2 separate regions of the Danio rerio genome follow, and region 1 is linked to region 2. A link is a contact called in public Micro-C data. All regions are on one chromosome and are shown on one strand. Each heading gives the region's core, a stretch centred on a gene start, on an enhancer-like site or on the middle of the called end of the contact. The rest is flanking DNA. Distances are from core to core; before and after follow the strand shown.

The links. Hi-C and Micro-C count contacts between places; a contact is called where the count stands out from the background.
Region 1: a Micro-C map of caudal fin shows a contact between it and region 2, with 7 times the contacts expected there. The contact joins the promoter of slc7a6os here to the promoter of trim66 in region 2. A contact is called at or near these places in 1 of 18 Hi-C or Micro-C datasets (caudal fin) and 1 of 4 datasets of contacts at active chromatin or transcription factors (embryo).

Annotation. Positions count from the first base shown.
Region 1 is chr7:28,650,017-28,653,637 of GRCz12tu, forward strand. It overlaps slc7a6os (solute carrier family 7 member 6 opposite strand), which reads left to right and starts at 1,824. Exons shown (of 5, transcript NM_001007344.2): 1 at 1,824-2,169. The coding sequence starts at 1,975. scube2 (signal peptide, CUB domain, EGF-like 2) reads right to left here and starts at 284. Exons shown (of 23, transcript NM_001014813.1): 1 at 92-284. The coding sequence starts at 179.
Region 2 is chr7:28,497,197-28,500,598 of GRCz12tu, forward strand. trim66 (tripartite motif containing 66) reads right to left here and starts at 2,074. Exons shown (of 18, transcript XM_073908525.1): 1 at 1,694-2,074.

The sequences.
Region 1 (3,621 bases), core at 574-3,073, 150 kb after region 2:
TCCAAACAAGAGGACGTAAACAAGCCGCAAAGGCGTGCGAATTGAAATTGCGTGTGTAGAGCATCGCGTGTAACAAAGTAAAGACTCTTACCAGTGTTGTGAGGAAGTGCGGCGCTTTGGCGAGTGTTTAACAAGAGCAAAAACAAACAGAGGAGCCGTACAGTCCAAACAGCTCCCATGGTGATCAGTTCAGAGTTTAGAGTCGAACTCAACAACACGCGTTTACTCTAACACGAGTGTCCCACTCATTTTCATCCGCACTTTGTCAGTGGCTTCGCGCTTCTGAGCGCTTCAACAGAAGATGTGTGCGAGTGCGCGAGCGTGGGTGCGTGTGTGTATGTGTGTGTGTGAAAGAGGGCTTTTTCTGTCTCTCTCTCTCTCTCTCCATGATTCTGTGTGTCGGGGGATGGGGGTGTGAGCGCATTCACACAGAAGTGTTTCTTTTATTGATCTCCAGGAGCGCATGTACTGCGGACTCAATCGATTCTGATGTCATTGAATAAAATGGGACAAAGGGAGATGTAATAGATGTGTACAAATCAAGATTAACCTCAATATTAAATATTGCTTTATAATAGGTAGGCTAATATATAATCAGTTACACTGTAAACGCAGTGTGGCTTAAACCTACACAATTTCATGTGTAGTGGTTGTGATTCTTGCTAATATAAAGGGAATATAAAACCAATTTTACCTCAACACTGAAAAAATTGTATTTATAATTTTTTTACAACGGCAAACAATATGGAGTGAATTTAACAGAAATCAAGTTGGACATTTTCTTCATTCAATTTGTTTGTTTAAATTTAGACCATGTAAATCATTTTCAACTTGTGTTTGCAGTTAATATTTTTCACTGAACAAACAAACTAAACGTTCTGAATTTATTTATTTACTTAATTGTGTGTAATGGTACTTTTTCACTTTGGAGGAAATTTTAGTTTGCTATATGCTTATCTTATAGGGCTAAAGAAAATCTATGTCAGTTAAATCTGTCAGTTGCCTATTGTAAATGTAAATATGGAAATTGCATTTAAAATGTTATAACAGGTTTCCCAGTGATTGGGTTGCAGCTGGAAGGGCATCCGCTGCGTAAAACATTTGGTGGATAAGTTGGCGGTTCATTCTGCTGTGGCGACCCCTGATTAATAAAGGAACCAAGCTGAAAAGAAAATGAATGAATGTTATAACAGGCAAATCATTTTAACGGCTAGTTTTTAAGGAAAAAGAAAATGCTGACTTAAAGTTGTTTTTAAAAATTAATGTACTGTAATAGTCTAAACAAAAACTGGATTCAAAAAGGATTTCAAATAGCCTCTTTTAGCCAATGTTTATAGAAGTCCCTAAAAATATTATTATAATTTACTACGTTGTTTAGCTGGGTTGTTTACAACCATGTTTTATGGTCTATAATAATAATAATGATAATAAAAACATGATAATTCCAAATGACGTCATTTTGCTCAAATTTAAACATGTACCAAAACACACATTATTTTAATGTTTAGCTTGGTTGTTTTCAAAAACCCATAGTCCAATACTAACAAAAACAGCAGCCGACACAAATTGCCTCTTCAGCCAAAGTTTATAAATGTCCCGAAAAAATTATAGTAATTTCATAAGCTGTTTAGCTAGGTTGAGGCCAATAGTAAACAGTAGTCAATCCTAGGTTTTCAAGTGGCCGCTTTTCGCCAATCTTTAATTTAACGCAATTAAACCGCGACCTCTGCAGGCGGTTAATTGCAACAATATGCGGCCGTATTTGAACACTTAAGCCCCTCCAGGACGCGGCGTGGCGCTGCTGTTCCTCAGTTAGATGGTCACTAAAGAGGAAAAACACCAAAGGAGAAAAAACGAGTGAAAAGGAAGAAAGAAAGGCTACAGCGTAGGTTGTTGTTGTCACTGGCTGCCTCGTGCATCGGTTTGTCTGTCATCTGAAATCGTCAGTTCGGTGACGCAGCAGTCTTTAGCGAAATGGACCCGAGCACGACCATTCTGCGCGTGAAGAGGAAGAGGGGCACTGATCCGGCGGACGCGCTGCTGCTGGCCTGTAAACGGATCCGTCCGGAGGCCACGGCGGCTCAGCCCAGCGATGAAAGCGAGCCAGAACCACAGGAGCCCAAGATAGAGAACTCCGTGTTCAAGCTAGTGGCCACCGTGGTTTCACAGGTAACGACTGATTAGGCTGTCGTGTCGACAACTGACACCTGAAACGAGCTGCGCTGCGAGATATTGTATTGTTTTCGGTGGTTGGTGATGATGCGTAATGACGTCATGACATGCCAACGTGCCTGTCAAATAATATCGTTTTATGAGTGTTTTTATTTTGAGGCAGATGATATTTGGCGTTTAGCTAACTGAAGGTGTTTTACAATATCATTTGCCTTCCTCAAAGATTGTGACAGAATCAGAAGTGACAGTCTGAAATTACACCTTTATGTTCTTCATTGCCTGTTGCAGACAGTGATGTATGAATATGAAGAGACTAAGATTATATAAATACATTTCAGATGTTTGCTGAGGTTAAATCTGTCATAATTATTTGTTTCATTTAGATGTGAATGTTACTTTGTTGTTGCAATAGTTGCTGAGGCTATCAGGATATTGACAAAAAAAAAAGGCTTACTTTAAAAGACACAATAACAAAAAGAACTCAAGAGTATTGTGGATTACCTTATTGTATATTAAATTTCAAAGTAAACATGTTTCAAGCAAATTAAATTGCAAAAGGATTAGAAAATATTATAGGTAATGCTTTACAAAATGTCTCTTTAGTATAGCCTGACAGAATCTGTGAACATTTTGTGCTATTTCTGCAGAGAATTTAGTAAAAATCTTCAGATTTATGCTGAATGATTTTAGGAGTTTCATAACTAAACTTATATATGAAATCTACACATAATACATTTTTTATTTTTTATTTAATGTTTACAAGACAAATCCAATTAGATCCACTTATTTGGTAAATAAAGCAAGTCTCTCATGATAGATCAACTAAAATACTGAAAATATTTCTTTACAAACTCTATTGTTAAAAAATTATAAATGTTTTATTATTATTATTATTATTATATCATAATATTAGTTAAATTAATTTAAAAACTGAATAGCTATAAGTTTACATGCATTTACACAAGTAAAAAAAAAAAAAAAACGCTCAATGATGGGCTAAAAAACTGTCGAAATCTGCAGGTTTCTGCACCTGCAGATTCCGTGTAGGCCTGCTTATTAGTTACTTTTAGTTAATGCATTAACGTCAACAGTAAGGAATGGTTACATTTGAAGTTATTGGTTATAAAAAATATGTTTGAGCTGTATTAGTTATTAGGTCCATTAAGTTATACAGTTATGACTTTATTGATTTAATGATTTATCAAACCTTAACTAAGAAATGTACATTTAAGGTTAATAAGTAGTTTTCTTTGGTAATTCAATTAATGTAAACAAATGGAGCCTTACTGTAAAGTTTGAGGCGATAGGCATTTTTCAATCAGTATGTCAGGTATGTGATATTATTAACATGTAAAAATGCTTACAGTTGAAAATAAATCACCTAAAGCATTTGGTGCTTAGTCGTAAAAAAAGTGCAAACAGTCTGATTAGTCTTTGTCATTTTAAAAG
Region 2 (3,402 bases), core at 824-3,323:
TACGTACACTTGACATTTTTGGAATGTGGGAGTAAACACATTTTCATAAACGCGCATATTTTGTCAATTGTTTATTGCAAGTAGAGTGGTCCTCAACAGTTTTGGCTACACCTTTCACCTTTTTATAAACTATTTTGTTGTTGTTTCGTTTGTTCTTTTGTTTCTTTATCTGTACCTTTCTTTACCCTAGTGAGACCCAGACCCTTTCCTTCAGAACCACTAATGGCCTGCAGCTAGCTCTCGGCAACTCTGATATGGTTGCCCACTGAAGCAAAGCAGGGCTGCGCCTGGTCAGTTACCTGTATGGGAGACCACATAGAAAAGCTAGGTTGCTGTCGGTGTGTTAGTGAGGCCAGCAGGGGGCACCCAACCTGTGGTTTGTGTGGGTCCTAATGCCCCAGTTTAGGGCAGTATAGTACTCTATACTGCTCAGTAGAGGTAAAACCGAGGCCCCGGTAAAAATTCCAGGATGTCCTTCGAAAAAGAGTAAGGGGTTGACCCCGGCATCCTGGCCAAATCTGGCCTCTGTCCATCATGGCATCCAAACCATCCCCATATCATAATTGTCTTTTCTCCTCTCCACCAATGAGCTGGTGTGTGGTGTGCAGTCTGGTGCAATATGGCTGCCGTCATGTCATCCAGGTGCATGCTGCACACTGATGGTGGATGAGGAGATTGCTACCAATCTGTAAAGTGCTTTGAGTGTCCAGAAAAGTGCTATATAAATGTAAGGAATTAATATTATAATTATATATAAAATGTATTATACTTTTACAAATTACAAATACATGTTTTCGTATTTTAACAATGACAAAAGTTAGATGTGCAGTCAAAGATGTTAAACAAACAAGTTGCAAACAGACTGCGTTAGGTTAAAGGCTATTTTGACAGCATGACAAACCAATGTGGATTATTAACTTGGCATATATTATAAATTACACACACACACAAAAAGAATATCATATGTAAGCCAACTGACCTTCAGCTTGCCTCCATACAGATCTCGTCGACCAAATTACCTTTAGACAAGGCTACATAATGATTTAATAAATGTTCGCTTTTAATAGAGCGGGAAAAACATAACTACACAAGAAGTCGAGATAAAATTCGCACAGCAAACAAGACAACCCAAAAAGGGTTCTAAAAATCAATCTGTCTGCATCAAGGGATCTTACGTTCAGTCAGACTCAACATGGTAATAATGTTAAATTCCAGCTCAACTCTTCAATGGAACAGTCGCCTCATAAATCACAGTGCAAAAAAATAGGTCGCTGTCTTTTAAACCCTTGTATGAGATTGTTTAATTTGTTTCACCTTTATTTAGCCTACATCGAAATAAAAAAAACAACACAACGACTAATAATCTAATCTACTCCCTATATTACTTTCCAAAAAGAACGCTGAGGTGCAAAAGCAAACGCGTTAAATACAACACGAAACACATACACGTGTGCAAGTTGTAATATGTCAAAATGCGCACTATACACCTCTGCGTTTTGGGGAGAATCTTCTCACGCAGATGGGATGGGACTCCACAAAATCCTGAACAAACTGCCTATATAGGAGGCAACATTTGTAAAAATCACAATGTAAGAGTCGTTATACTCAATCCTTAACTATAATCAATCACACTGAAGATGGCAGATGAAACATTGATGAACGCATGCACACATAATGAGAGTTTGAACCGCACCTTGCTTCTCTTCAAGAGGCTCAAATCCAAAAAAATAAAAAAAATCCTCCACCTCCTTCGCAGCGGATGAAAGATCTGGCGATTTCGGAGATGCTTCAGTGTCTAAACAGCCTCACATCACCGTATCCAAAAGTCTTTCCAGCCCTGGACACTGTATTTTTTTATTACGGGTATGATTTTTATTCCTTCTACCGTTTAAGCGCTGCAACTGTCAAAATATTTGCTCGTTCGTTATAATCCAGACGCACAACTTTCAGTGCGCAGTCTCTGCTAGACCTGCTATCTGCGGGAAATGTCTAACGAGCTCGAGGAATCAAAGTTATAAGAGAACCGGCGCGTTATCAATCCTGTCCTTCACCTCCCGTGTTTTTCGTGATGCGCACCCTGCGTTGCGCACTAAAGTTCCTTACCTTTGGATGCCACGTGCGCTCAAGCCAGCAGATGTCGCCTTTGCCTCAGTTTTATTTGAACACATACTGACTGTTGGAGGATAGAAAGAACGACTGAAAACGCATTTCGCCCAGTTTTTAACATAAACGGAATAAATTAAAGGATTATAATTAATCATAATAATTTTATATTTAGATAATAATGTTTTATGTTTGGCTTTCGCAATAAAATTAGAAAAGTATGCTATTGCTGTCATATATATTATCATGATACTTTTATTTTATATATTTGTCATATAAGACATAATGTCCCCCCTCAAATCTAATCTTTATTTTCTACTGGATAAAATTCAAGGGATTGCCTGGGCCATTCTACAGCTTGATTTTCTTTCTCTGAAATCATTTCAGAGTTTCCTTGGCTGTGTTGGATCGTTGTCTTGCTGAAATGTCAGTTCTGGTTTTATCTTCATCATCCTGCTAATCTAGATGTTAAACTGAAGCAGGTAATATTAATTTACAGTTATGAAGGGCAGAGGGTTACTGAATAACTACTGAGAGATTTCAGCTACTGTCTGGACTTTCACTGACTTTCTATGCCTCTCTTTCTTCTTGTGTTCAATACTTTTTCCCTGCCTCACACAGCTACACGTGTCATTTTATTTTATTGCCCAATTTGTAAACTAATTCTTTTTTTTCTTTGCATAAATGGATTTCTTTGGTTGTTATCAATATCTGGTGAACATTTCAAATCAACAGCACCTTTGTTGACGTGTTCAATACTTACTACACCCAGTGTGTGTGTGTGTGTGTGTGTGTGTGTGTGTGTGTGTGTGTGTGTGTGTGTGTGTGTGTGTGTGTGTGTGTGTGTAATGAGGTACTAAAACTATGTTTTATCTAGAAATGTGTTATTATGTAAAACTAGAAATCTTAAACAGAAATTGGGGAAAAAAATAAACAGGGGGGCTATATATATATATATATATATATATATATATATATATATATATATATATATATATATATATATATTTGTAGAGTACTATTGGCATTTTGTATAGAATTTTAATCTTTATTTTGTCACCTACTTTGACAGCATTTGGACTTTTCACAGGTTTGAACAGGTTTCATTGTCAAAAAAAAAAAAAAAAAAAAAAGGAAAAGGAAAAACAAGTATAGTAATTTCACTGACAGCTTTCCTGAACTTTCATATTCTTCTTGGTGGTGCTACAAGACACCTTTGTTGTGGGAGCCTCTGTGGCACTTGAGCAGAATCATTTAGTCAGTTCTGTGTTTACTCTCTGTGGCTTTGTGGGAATTGTT